Linked DNA regions of Mus musculus: regions 1 and 2 are each linked to region 3. A link is a contact called in public HiChIP or PLAC-seq data. All regions are on one chromosome and are shown on one strand. Each heading gives the region's core, a stretch centred on a gene start, on an enhancer-like site or on the middle of the called end of the contact. The rest is flanking DNA. Distances are from core to core; before and after follow the strand shown.

What was found. HiChIP or PLAC-seq counts read pairs in DNA pulled down with a chosen protein or histone mark.
Region 1: an H3K27ac HiChIP or PLAC-seq map of VIP interneurons shows a contact between it and region 3, with 5 times the contacts expected there. The contact joins two enhancer-like sites. A contact is called at or near these places in 4 of 484 Hi-C or Micro-C datasets (bone marrow-derived macrophages, embryonic fibroblasts, neural progenitor cells and 1 more) and 2 of 115 datasets of contacts at active chromatin or transcription factors (VIP interneurons and embryonic stem cells).
Region 2: a contact with region 3 is called in an HNF4G HiChIP or PLAC-seq map of pancreatic cancer cells. The contact joins two enhancer-like sites. A contact is called at or near these places in 2 of 484 Hi-C or Micro-C datasets (embryonic stem cells and olfactory sensory neurons) and 1 of 115 datasets of contacts at active chromatin or transcription factors (pancreatic cancer cells).

Annotation. Positions count from the first base shown.
Region 1 is chr11:8,779,814-8,783,992 of GRCm38.p6, reverse strand. No RefSeq gene overlaps it. Among named protein-coding and RNA genes, the nearest start is that of Gm36772, 18 kb to the left of the region's middle. Within about 2 kb of position 2,497, at least 36 of the 459 cell types and tissues checked have an H3K27ac peak or open chromatin away from gene starts, as enhancers often do. A contact at or near this core is called in VIP interneurons, where this site is marked.
Region 2 is chr11:8,690,707-8,695,259 of GRCm38.p6, reverse strand. No RefSeq gene overlaps it. Among named protein-coding and RNA genes, the nearest start is that of Tns3, 28 kb to the right of the region's middle. Within about 2 kb of position 1,894, at least 137 of the 459 cell types and tissues checked have an H3K27ac peak or open chromatin away from gene starts, as enhancers often do. A contact at or near this core is called in pancreatic cancer cells, where this site is marked.
Region 3 is chr11:8,422,623-8,427,356 of GRCm38.p6, reverse strand. No RefSeq gene overlaps it. Among named protein-coding and RNA genes, the nearest start is that of Tns3, 240 kb to the left of the region's middle. Within about 2 kb of position 2,931, at least 83 of the 459 cell types and tissues checked have an H3K27ac peak or open chromatin away from gene starts, as enhancers often do. A contact at or near this core is called in VIP interneurons and pancreatic cancer cells, where this site is marked.

The DNA.
Region 1 (4,179 bases), core at 1,248-3,747, 360 kb before region 3:
TCAGCTTACATGTAGACTTCTACAAACCTGCCCATAGATTCATACTTCTTCATGTTCCTAGTGGAACAATAGAGCATGTCACACAAACTGGATAGCGTGAGACCTGCACTATTCTTGTAGCACACTCTGCCTGATGTGTTCTGTTCTCCTAAGGTCAGATTTGCCTACAGATTGTCACCAAGGAGGTACAGAAGAGATGTCTCATTAGAGACAGACAGCTGGTGCTAGAGAGCTTCTCTGAACAGCAAATCCAAGGGGCACATCTGCACATGGAGGCCCTGAAGATGAGTCACTGGACACCCCATGAGCTGAATACCCATCTGATTAGATGCTCAAAGATACCTCATGCTGAGGTCTTGAGGGCCTTTCAGGGGTTGAGAATGCTCAAAGGGCAACCCTATTTATAGAAGTTTCCTATGGAACTGCTAAGCTTCCCAAACATGACTTGTAAATCCTATAGGGATGGGCAGAGAAGTACCCAGCCTACCAGGTTGGAAATGTTCCTTACTAGGGAACTCCTAGGCCTACCAGCAAAAATGTATGTGATGCTCTCATCAGCAGAGCTGTGGTGCTCCCACCAGCAAAGCTGCATGAGGTGCTCCCATCAGCAGAGCTGCAGGACGCACTCTTGCCTGCCTAAAAGGGCAAGTTGCTCACCTACCTTCCCTTCACACCATCCAAACCTCCTAACCTCAAGGCAGAGTGGCCATCAGAATCACTTGGGTAGAGAAATGACACTATCCATTACGTACCCTGTACCCAGATGGATACTTCATACTCTCTCCTGACCTGTCACACATAGGACTTTTCACAGGGCATTTATGTCCTGCTGCTCGTCCCCACTACCAGATCTCCAGAGCAAAGCCTGGGTAGGGCTTGAGCACAAATCCCATAGCTTCAACTTCCACTCTTTTACTCAAGATCAAAGGAAAGGGGAGAGGGAAGATTTTTTGGAGTCTGGTGATTTTCATCCATAGGCAAAGATCTGCTTATATGAAAACCTAAGATTACACAAAATCTAAGCAGTATTAAAAGGCTCCTAATGGCTTTGTTACCAAATATTTTGAATAGCATTCTTCAAAAGCTTTCTATTGTCCTGTTGTCAGGAACATGCAGGCTTTTTAAACTGAGCTCTGTGGATTTCTATTTTGGGCTTTGCCATCTGCACAAGGTTGTGAGGGTGAATGCAGCCTGGACATGTGTGGTTCTGTCAGTGGACACAGGAAACTTCTGCTCACTCCTTATCATACACCCTTCCAAGCTTTCCCGTCTGTCTGGGATCCGTTCCCCTCTTCTGATTCCCAGAGCATCAGTGTCCGACTCTCCCTAAGTCACCCTATTTCCTGCCAATAGGAGAGATCAGTAAACCCAGGAGGTGAAGCCAAGAAAACAGGAATACGATCTACCTGGATAAAAGAGTAGCCTTCCACTCCCATAAGAGTCTGGCAACATTCCCATAACCTTCAACTCCACCAAGACATTTCCCAGCCTCCCTCACTGAGGAGTGGGAAGCTCTGTATCCCATCACCCCGGAAGGAAGCAAGGGTTGCCGTGGGTAAGCAGCTGGGAGAGGACATGTATGTGGATCACTTCTGTGCAAAGGTGTAAGCACATGGTAAGAAGTGTAAAAGGATCTCTGCATCTCCCCAGCCATGGTGGCAAAGGCAGTTCCCATGGATCCCAGAAAAAGAAGCCTGCAAGCCAGATCTATGCACAGGGAACAGCTGTCCTACTCAGGCACCAGCACTTGGAGGATTTTGCCAGTGTGAGAACAAAACATTGAGAATGGAAAGAAAGACACAGAGATCAGGGAGACTTTAGTCAGCAAGCACAACAGAGATCAGCTTCCTCGGAGCATCACACATTCTAAAGAGGACTTAGGCCAACGGCTGCTCCCTTAGCTCCAGCTTCCTGAGATATCAGCGACTTTCTGCAGTTTCAAGGGCATGAATGGGACTGACTCATCCTGGAAAGAACAGAGCAAGGGACTGTCAATCTATCTCCATGCTCTGTGCTGTCTACACCTAAGGGTCACCTTTACCAACTCTACACAGGAAAGAAGAAAATGAAAAAATTGCCTTAGAGATAAGGCCCAGGCTGCAGGCAGCCATGCCCAGGGACTGAGAGCCATGGACAAAAACAGCCAGTAGGTCCTGGACCAACCCTGAGCTGGTGGACGATGTCGGGATTCAGAATAGTCTGCTATTTCCTTCATCCTCCTGCCATGCTACAAGAAATGAAAGAAATGAATTTCAAGCGATGAGGACTTGTATTTAATTATTATGATTTATTAGCACTGAGTCCATGAAGCAGTCCCTCGTCATGACATTTCTCATTCCCCAGTGCGCCTGTGAGTCTGCAGAGCCTCCTGCTGCATCTCGGGCAGTTCTTTTCATTATCGTCATCATTATTATTTATAGCAGCCTGGCCAGGAGGTAGCAGGGGAACTCCAGAAAGTTCGCAGCAAGTTCAAGGCCTTTAGAGCATCCATGGAAACCAGAGAACAGCCTTGCAGCTGGGAGAGAGTAGGCAGCTGCCTGATGGTTTCAGGGACTGTGGCCATCAGTCTGAGGGACTGTGGCCATTAGCCTGAGCATCTCCAGAGACCATGGCCATCAGTCTGAGGGTGTCCAGGGACTGTAGCCATCAGTGTAAGGGTGAGGGCTCCAGGGACCATGGCCATCAGTCTGAGGGTGTCCAGGGACTGTAGCCATCAGTGTAAAGGTGAGGGCTCCAGGGACCATGGCCATTGGTCTCCAGGGATGAAAGGGTGCAACTTTTGCTCTTTCTTCTTTCAAGGACAACAACAACAAAGCAATAAGCTAAAAATTGCATACAATTTACTATTCTCTCAATTTTTAATTGCACAGAACAACTCGGTGGCGTTTAATGTGTTCATGTAACTATGCAACCAGCATCACCATTAGCCTCCAGAATCTTTTCATCTTGTAAGACTGAATAGTTATGACTATTGAGCTGCTAAGACTCAGTATAATAAGAGCACTTTTAAATAAAACTGCAGTGCCTACCTGGTGGGTGCTTTGGAGCCAAACCATAGACATGTTGTTTTGGAGTAGAATGCTCATAGATTACCACAACTGCATTCCTAATAGAGCAGTCGCACAATACTAGATGAAGACAAGATGCAATAGTCAGAGGAAAACCTTGAGAATAAACACAGAAGCAGCAGGTTCCTAACTCCATCAGACACAGGTCTTCGCTCAAAGTATTATTTCCTCCCGCCTAGCTGGGAGGCCAACAGACATGAAGCAGGGAATATTGAGAGAGAAAATGGTTCCAAAGTCTCACCTCTGAGTCTGGGAGGGTGTGTTTCAGCCCTGTGCTCCTGAGCTGGGTAACCGATCACCTAAGATGAGGAGTCTGTGTGGAGCTTGGAGCTAGTGACAGCGGCACTGTCCAGGAGTCACAACAGCAAACACTCTGGGTTATTCCATGGTTCCCAAGCACTGGACATGTTTTAGTGAAGGTTACTTATCTTGCCATAAATCACACCATTATCAGTACTGTGCAGTAGGCCGTAATTGATTCACAAAGCTATGACACCATCACCACACTCTAACAGCAGCATGTTCTTTTTTTTTTTTTTTTTAATTTGGTTTTTCAAGACAGGGTTTCTCTTTATAGTCCTGGCTGTCCTGGAACTCAGAAATCCGCCTGCCTCTGCCTCCTGAGTGCTGGGATTAAAGGCATGCGCCACCACACCTGGCTCCAGCAGCATGTTCTTAGCACACAAAAGAAGCCATATGCCTGTTAGCACTTTCACCTCCTTCCTACTTCTCGCCACATGGATTAGTCTACTGTCTGTCATTATTGGTTTGCCAGTTCGGGACGGTACTGCAAATGGAATCATGTTAAATGTGGTTCACTCACTGAGCATGCTTCAGAGGCTTACTCCTGTGGTGACAGCTGTCAGCATTTCACTTTTTTAATACTTTTAGATAACACCTGCCTAAAGAGTTTAACAAGATCTCGTCAAGAATATCTGACCATGCAAGTTAAAGAATTCAGAGTCTCATTGGTTGCTATGTAAATATTTGGACAATAAATGATTTTCCCACATCCATCACCACCACCAAAAAAAAAATCATTTTTGAAAATATTCCATTTACAATAGTAAAAACAAAAAAAAGTATAGAATGCTATGGACAGTTAAATTTA
Region 2 (4,553 bases), core at 645-3,144, 270 kb before region 3:
TTTCTTTCTCTTACCTTGTTGCTTGGCTGACACATGATACATAGACATTGGACTTTTTTTGAAAGTGGAGAGCAAAGTTTCCTTAGGCTAAAGATGACAGAGACCTTCAACTTCTTAACCTTGTGCCTCCACCTGGGATTACAAGAATACACCACCATTTCCTATTTGATGATGTGTTGAGAATCTAACCCAGAGTTTTGTTCATACTAGGTCAGTGTGCTACCACTGAGCCACAAGCTCAGCCCCAAATTGGGCATTCTTCTCTTTTGTTCCAGTCTTTGAGAAACAGTGATAGTTTTTTCCACGGGTATGATGTTGAAACATTCACCCCACAGGAAAGCTCCTTAATCAAGAAAGTAAACAACTGAAAATAGCCTCAGGAAGTCCCTGAAACTGATCAGATTCACCAGCCCTCCCCCAATCCCCATCCCTGCCAGAGTAAGAAATAAATCCAGAGAGTCCAAGGATGCAAAGAAGACTCCCAAATGGGCAAAGCTGAAAGAAGACTCTGAGACCAGATCAGCTGCCTTAAAGGAACCAGCTAAGCTGCCTGCAAGAAGTCTAGATGTACTGAGTCACATGGAAGGGACAGCTCCAACTTCTTGAGCTGCCTACAGGCAGTGTTCTCCATGGTTCCAGCTTTGGTGAGCTGTCACCCATACTAGGGTGAGCTTTGAGTCATTTCTGCTCCTGTTTGTATCTTCTCATCCTGTAAGGGTCTGTGATACCATGAAGAATGACACCCCGACTCAAATAGGATGTAAACTCAAAGAGTGTTTTATTCTGCATTAGTCCAGCGTGCCGGGGTCTCCCATTACCAAGATAGAGAAACAGCCAAGTGAGCTCGCAGGCCTGATTTAAAGCACATTAGGGGATTCTAGGGTAGGTGACCTCTATGGTAATATGTTGGGTCCATTTCTACAGACATTCCGTTACCTGGGTGTGGTGGAACTTTCTGGGAAGATCTGGAAACTGCTGGTAACCCATTGTCCTTGATTCAGGCCAGGTGGCAGGGCAGCTTCTGAAGCTGGACTTGCCTAGAATTGCCCAGTTCCTGGAACCAGCCTACTCTTCTCTACCCAGACTCCTGTAAGTAACCCTAATAAAACCCATGGGCTCATCGAGTTGGACTTTGGTGATATCTCTTCTTTGGCCTGTTGTGGTCTCCCTATCTGGGGGGAATAGATCCTTGTGTAGTGTCTCCCTAGGAAAAGCCTGTCCCGCAATGCTGAAATGCACACATATGCTGTTAACCAGGTATTTTGTGAGATGTGTAACACCTTTGCTGAGTATTACCTTCAGTACCACCGTTTTAATAAAGAAAAACATGCATACATAAGGAGGAAAATCAAAAGGAAGGAGGACAAATGAATGACAACAAGTCGGGCAAGTGGTACACAGTGAGATCCTGAGAAGCAGGAGGGCCAGAAGTGCTAGGCCAGCATAGCAAGTTCAAGGCTAGCCTGGGTCACACAGAAAGGCTCTGTGTCTTAAACAAATAAATAAAGCAAGCAAATACTCAAAGGCGGGACTGGGATCCCAGCAGGGCTCACGATAAAGCCTCTCCCTCAGTAATACAGACCTGGGCGAGCGTTAGGACCAGGGTGACTGACCTTGTATCCAGGGCTCTACAAAGGTCCAGGGTTATAAGATAAATAAATCCGTGTCATCTGCCCAGGAGTGAGTTCCTATGTAAGTCCATGCGAATGCATTTCTAAAGGCAGGATGGTCATGACCTTTATGGCCTTTCTTTAAACCTAACCATGCTTTATACTAGCACTGGGCTGGGGCAGCTCTCTTGGCAGCCTTTGCCTTGGGGGCTGATGTCTGCAGCAGGGAAGGCTCTGGTCTATCACAGCAGCGTTTTCCCTTCTGCACCCCTGGATCCCGCCCAGCAGGGGCCTGACTCACAGTACAGGCTCAGTAAACATATAGTTGATCAGCAACAGGACTGCTTCCTGGCTTCAAACACTGGCGACTAAACTCTTCAGGCATAATTACAGAAGAGCCTTCCACTTTATGTCTTGTAATCCACAAGACAATGTCTTTCCTTTGCAAGCAGCCCAAGGCCCAGCGGGCTTTGTGTGGACAGACAGCAGAAGCGGGACCTCCAACTTTCCTGCCTCGCCCCCACTGGTTTACTTTATTTTATTTTTTTTTTCAGAGATGCTGCCAAATAAAGAGGATTAGCCCTGTTCCAGGGTTTTGAAGCTCTGTTGTGCATTCCACGGGGGGATCAGGTTACATGCAGGGGTGGGGCTGATTCTTGAGCTATACTAAGAGTGAGCTTCTGTCTGGAGATGGGGGAGGAGAGAAAGGATGGCAAATGGCAAAACAAATCAGGCCCGAGCCAGTCTTTTGGGCAGGACTCAAAAGGAGCAGAAGCACACACACACTGCCATTCACGCACCCTCGCTCGCAAGAATGCACACTCTACAGCGTGCCCACCTCCATTTGCAAAAGCCCGCACTCACAGGCTTGTTTAAATGCACACTGTGCACACACATAGACACAAGTTCACACTCAACAAACAGATGCACGTGTCAAGAGAAAGTAGTGTTGGTACTGTGCCAGATTCCACGTTCTGCCTTATATACCGTGTCACTCATTTTTCTGGCTGTCCTTCTGGGTACTTGTGACCACATACTTCCCAGCTGCATGAACAGAGACTCCAGAGCCAGTCCTGACCCTGTGACTGACAGCTCTGGCTCTATCAGCTCACTCACCTGTCTTCCTTTCCCACCAGCTCGGACGTCTCGGTTTTATGTAAGGCAAACATCTTGCCATACATTAAGGTGCCCAGTCTATTCTTCTGATAAACATAAAGATCTTTGGCTATGAGCTGGCAAGATGACTCGGCTTTCTGCCAAGCCTGAGAACCACAGTTTAGTCCCCAGAACTCACATGATGGAGAGAGCCAACATCCACAGATTGTCCCGGGACCTCTAACACACACAGTGGTACATGTGCACACCCATAAACACATACGCACAAAATAAATGCATGTAATAAAATAAAATAAAAAAACAGAGGAAGGTTTGCAAAGAGTCCTGCTTATAAGGTCATGAAAGTAAACATGCTTCACTGGGCTTAGGTGTCTGCCTCGTCTTTGTTTCTAATTTCCACTGTGACATTTCAAAAGCTCTTTGGCATTTGGCACAGCTAAGATGAGGGATGATACTGGGCAGGCAGTCTCGAGGCTCAATGGCTACCACATGGAGAACTCATGACCACAGTGTCCCGATCCCCAAATCAGGCGCTTTCTATTTGTGAAATTGTGAACATAAAAGAGTTCATTTTCAAGCAGACATTTCTAAGTTGGCTAAGCCTGCATGGAGCCAGAATCTTCTAGCACACAGACTCCAGGGCCTGGAGGCAATCAGACATCAGCCAGTGTTTCCTTCTCCCCTAACTGACAGCCATAACTAATGCCAGGGTGGAGGAGGATGCGTTGTTCCGTGCAGCAGCTGCCAGGGACTAGGACAACTGTCTCTGCTTGACATCACCTTTAAAAAAAGAAAATAGAAAAGAAAAAATGTCTTGGGTGTGAAGCATGAGGAAGAATGGAGTGAAGACTTGCCCTAGCTTTCCAGGCAAAGGGGTGACTAGCCCTATTTCTCCTCAGATACTCTGCACCGGTGACAGTGAGGGAAAACTCTAGTAGCCTGAAAACTCAAGCCCCAGCCTTGGGGAGCCTTGATGGGTGCTCTCAGGTTGGAGAAGGCACCTAACAAGATGTTAGGAAAGGGCTGGGCAGCCTAACACTAAGGACAGGAAAGAACCTGGTCCCTCTGTTCAACGGCTCCAGGGTGTGATACTGATCTAGCCTGGTCTCTTCCTGCCTGTACAGAGCACACAGTATCTTCTAGAAAGTGGCTGTCATCTGGGGAAAGGTGAATTCTGTATAGTAGATGGGACTATGTTGAAAGAGAAGTAGCACTCTTAGATTTTATAAAAATCTTACTGCTTGCTGAAGGTTTGCAAAACAAACGAACAAAAAACCCTCCAAAACTCAACTAAGCACAAAACAAATGTCACTGAGCCAAACCTGTGCACCACCTGATGAAACCAAGAGTCACACAGGCTCTGCCTTCCATTATACCACCTGACTTGCCATCACATACCATTTCCTCTACCTCTCAGTTTTGCTTTGGTTTGGTTTGGTTTTCTTCCCTTGGAAAGGCAATGGCACGAAAGCTGCTTCTTTCAGATTCACAGAAGGACCGGGACAAGGCTGGTGCGTTCTTGTCTGGATGGAGACTGGGTCCCTGTTCTGTTCCTCCACTCTGTTCCCCTCCTTTCTTCCCAGATTTCCTGTTTAAATGAGTCCACTCACTGGGCTCTTCCCAGTCCTCCCCAGATGCTGCGCATGTTCCTTGGATAAGCTGATTAGGTGCCCACAGACCACCCTTCCCAGCAGCAGTTGCTCCCCCTCCATGCTCAGCTGCTAAGCTGGAATCCTTTCTGGGCAGGCTCCAGTAAGGCTTGCCCTTCACCTCTTCTACATCGAGCATTCTCATTCACTATTTTAATGCCAGTCCCCTCTGGCCACA
Region 3 (4,734 bases), core at 1,682-4,181:
CAACCAAAATCCACAATGCAGGCTAAGAGAAATAAGCGAAACACACACAATAATATTTCCTGATTTCATTTCTTTGTAGAATCTAAAAGATGAAGAGACAGGAGTACAGAATGGACCAAATATATAGAGATTGACATCAACTGGATCTGGATGTGTAGGAAGAGGAAGAGAGGAGGAAGAGGAGGAGGAAGAGGAGGAGATGGTAGTTATAGTTCTGAAAATCCAGCAGATAGATGGAGACCTGGAGTACAGTGTGTGGATGGTGGGTCATAATAGTGTTCCGTATTGAGATTTCCTTGGAATGAGCGGGTTGAAGCTGGTCTTCACACACACACTGAGATGATGTACTTATTAGTGTGTTTCTATCTACGGATCACTGTGTCTCATCACACATATGCCTTGAGTGTGCACACATTATTTTACTTTAAAAATTCATGACAAGAAATAAAATTTTCTGAAAACTAAAGAGAAAGGAAAAAAAACCTACAAGGAGCCATGGGGGGAATTCTGGGTCTTGTATGGGCACACAAGAGCTTGAATGGCAGTGGTTTGTATGAAGCTGTGAAAGGCAGGACAAAGCCAGGTCCTATAGAAGAGCAGTCAGTGCCTGTATCCACTGAGCCATCTCTCAAGCCTCATCATGTAGCAAAAATGAAATACCCCAGACAACAGTAAAATCACCCATTTTATTTTAATTACCAGAGCATCCATTATAATAATGGGAGGGAGGGTTAAATTCAATTGCACTAAACATATCAAGATAGAATTTCTGAAATGCCAACCCTTAGGAAGTAGAAGACAGAAGTAGGAAAACCAAAAATTAAATGCAGCAAGCTGAAATAAATAGGACAACAGATTTGCCCCAACACACTGTAATTTCCTTAATGCATAAGTGACCAAACTTCACCAGTCAAAATACTAGTTGGCTGACTGGGAATAGCCCAGCCACATGCTGTTCAGAAGAGACTTCAAATCAGTCTCGCTGGATGGTTGAGAATCAAAAGGTGTAAGAGGGGTAAATTATACAAACATTAACCGAAGCCGTCGGGCACCACTTGCTGGAGGACAATTATTTTATTTGCCGTGGAGTCAATAAAGTACTTGCCCAAGACAGTGGTAGGAACAGCTGGAGCGGCAGTCAGGAAGAATGTAGGAAAACTGAAACAACGGAAGCTCCCAGCAGCTTCTGACTGACACAGAACAACCCACAGAAATAGTAAAGTTGGGCATTTCTCAAAATCCTCATGGAATGGCCATCAAAGTAGATCAAGCTGTCAGACAGACAAAATTCAACAAATGTATGCCATACAACAGAGTTTATTCTTGTATAGTAAGGAATTATCCTCGAAATCAATGAAGTGCCATGGTGAGAAAAGTCTCTGCACACATGGAAGATAGAGAACACTTTTCTAAGTAGCAGGGTTTGTGTGGGGCCGAGGTAGTGGGCAAGGAAGCCTGGTGTTTCACATAGAAATGAATGTTCCGTAGAAAATAAAACTAGCATCCATGGGGTGTAGCTAAAGCAGTGGCCAGAGTGAAATTTATAAGTCTAAATGCCTGTACTAGAAATGAAAGGTGTTACAGCGATGACTGGATGTAGCCTGGGCTGGGCTGGGCACCACGGAGGCCTACCACCCCAATCCATTCGTTACTCACCCCACATACTGGATTCATTGTGCTCCCTCAGTGTTGTATGGGGCCTGAGATGAACCTCTTATTTGTAAACACTTCAGACAGCCATTTAAAGAGTCTTAGAAACATCTACCACCATTTCATGAGGTACAGAGACTTCACAGTCTCAGTAACTCCTTAACTTAAGGGTAAGGAAGCTTGCGGCTGTCCACTTCTTACTGGACGAGCCCTCAAGCCTGGCACGTAAGGAGGCCAGGTCTAAATTCCAGGGCTACCTAGACAAGTGAGCTCATCTTTTATCCATCTGCTGTGTTGCCTGGCCAGCATTTCCCTCTTCGTGCAGGACTGGCTCATCAGTGCAATGAAGCTACTTTTCCAGCCTGTTATGCAGGGCAAAGATGGATAGGAAGAGTGTCACTGTGTCACTAAAAGCTTCCCCACTTTGACAAAGAGCATCCAGACCCTTGCTCTGTGCATGCGTCTTTGTAGGGCAGATACTGGAGAACCAGAGGCTCAGCAGTTTCATGCCCCGTGCCAGGTCTCCTGGGTTCTGACTCTACACTGAGTAGATTAGGTCTGCAGAGCAGACTCGAGCTAAGTGCCTGCTGTTTGCTAAGTGCAGTGCATCACTATGGTTGGTTGGTTTATGTGTCCAAGCTGCCACCCGCTGAGATGAGTCCCAGGAATCATTAGCCTGGGCACACACGTGTATGTTTCCCCTCCATCTGGGTGAGGATATGACCTCAAATTCTAAGTCAACAAGAATTTCCTCTGTGCTCTGAGCTGATAAATCTCTAACCTCCTGCAGTGACAACGGGCTTATGATTAGCTTTCTACAGGTTCAGTGGCCCTGCCGGCTTTTAACGGTTTGAAAACAGCAAATTGGCCTTGGCTTCTAAGGCATAAGTAGTGTGGTGGTCATGCTCACTGAGTAGCTTGCTTCTCAGTCTGTCTTGGCAGTGGCCCAGTCTCCGTTCATAGACCATGAAGTTTAGGGTTGTGCCTTGGCCACCAGCAAAAGGAAAAACACAAAGAATGTGTTGTTTCACACCACCGAATGTGTTGTTTCACATTCGGTGCTTTCTACATCCTGCCTTCTCAGGACAACCAACAATGCAGCAGAGGAGGCTGCAGGAACTCAGTCCCTGCCTCTTTGTGCATGCACGCTTCCCGGGCTTCCCCCAAAGTGCAGGCTGCCTTCTAATGCCAAGAATCAAGCAAAACCTCCATTACCAGTGTGCTCTCCTCCCTCTGCCCCCAGCTTTGTGCTGCGTGGAGCCAGCCAGTTGTTGAGAATTCAGTGAGGTGATCCTGCCCCCTAGTGGCTATCATAGCTTCCTACAGCAGGGTGTCTTTATAATCTGTAAATTGTTGCCAGCTTAAAAGGGAGGATGAGTGTAATGGCAAATATTAGTCCCCTTAGAAAAGTGGCTCTCAACCTGATGGTCACAACCCTTTTCACAGGTGTCGCATATCAGATATTCTGCATATCAGGTATTTACATTAGGACTCATAACAGCAGCTAAATTACAATTATGAAGTAGTAAGGAAAAGAATTTTATGGTTGGAGTGGGGTCACCATAAGATGAAGAACTGTATTAAAAGATAGCAGCACTGGGAAGGTTAAGAGTCACTGCCTTAGAGGATAAAAGTATAGTTACTGAAGCCCTGTTGCTTATGGCCTGGGTTGGACCTGAACTTCATGGTAGACCCTGGACTTAGAGCTCCCTAGTTATTGACAACTGCAGGCCTCAGCCCTCCCGTTAGTCCCAGATGAAACCTGACGGGGCGTGTGGAAGCCAGGAAGACAATCAAATGAGTGGGGGGAATGTTTCCAACAAGTGGTGTTATCACCCCAACTATGGCAGGAGTTGCAAAAAGTCCAACATTCAGACTGAAAACCTGAGGTCGGTCTCATAAGTAGTGTCACAAATAATCCAGTATCATCCATGCCCCCAGAACAGAGGTAGCCGACACGAGCCAGCACATAAAGCACTGTCCTCGTGTTTTCATGTTTCCTTGGATGTCCCCTGGGAGCTGAAACAGGTTCTGTGGAGGTTTCTAAGGGAAGGAGAGAGGGTGCTGTTCTTTGTCTGTTACATGTGAATATGCTCTAGCAGTTTAACCTTGTGGGTAGAATGCTAGCTCTGTCTGCCATGACATATGTGTATGTATGTATGTATGTATGTATGTATGTATGTGTATGTGTGTGTATGTGTGTGTATGTATAGTTTCTGACCCCCTTGTGTATTCCCATTTCCTCTTCATTACCTCTGCAGAAGCATAGTTCTCTGGGTATTTGTGTGTGTGTGTGTGTGTGTGTGTGTGTGTGTGTGTGTGTGTGTATGTGTGTGTGTGTTTCTGCATCTGGAGACCAGACAAAAGCGCCTTCTCTGTGGAATAGTGGGCCTGCTCTAAAACCATGGCGAGAGTGAACTGTGAATACTCTAACACTTTACACTTGTGAGTAAAATGGTTGCTATGCCGCCCGACTTCCATAGACATCCCCTGTGAAGGAGACCTTTAACAGCGCGATGAGCTCCGGAGGCCTTGGGGATGGTGACATCTGTTGAAGCTCTCCCCCCTGCTGACAGCCTAGCAGGGATTATGGTCCCGAGCAGGCCATTTTTGGGGGACCTATGCTTTTAACTCAGCTGAAAACAAATTTTATCCACAGATGCTTTTCCAGTTGGTGTTGGTTTAAGAAACAAGAGGAATGTGTGTATAGATGGATGGGTCCTGGAAAGCAGCTCTGCAGCCTTTAATTGTGTATGGTGTGTCCGCTAAAAACACAGCTCTGTCCTTGGAAGGAAAGGAGACCATTTATTCCAAGCCTAATATGAGTGACCATTGGCTGGGAACATGGATCCAGGTGGCTTCAGATAGTAAGTTCCAACCTAGAACTGCTATATGAGCTGCTATAGCCACGTATCAGAAGAAGTTATTATTATTATTTTTGATTGACTATTTATTTTTTAAATTTTTATTATTATTATTTTTTAATTAGGTGTTTTCTTCATTTACATTTCCAATGCTACCCCGAAAGTCACCCAAACCCTCCCCCCCAACTCCCCTCCCTCCCACACTCCCACTTCTTGGCCC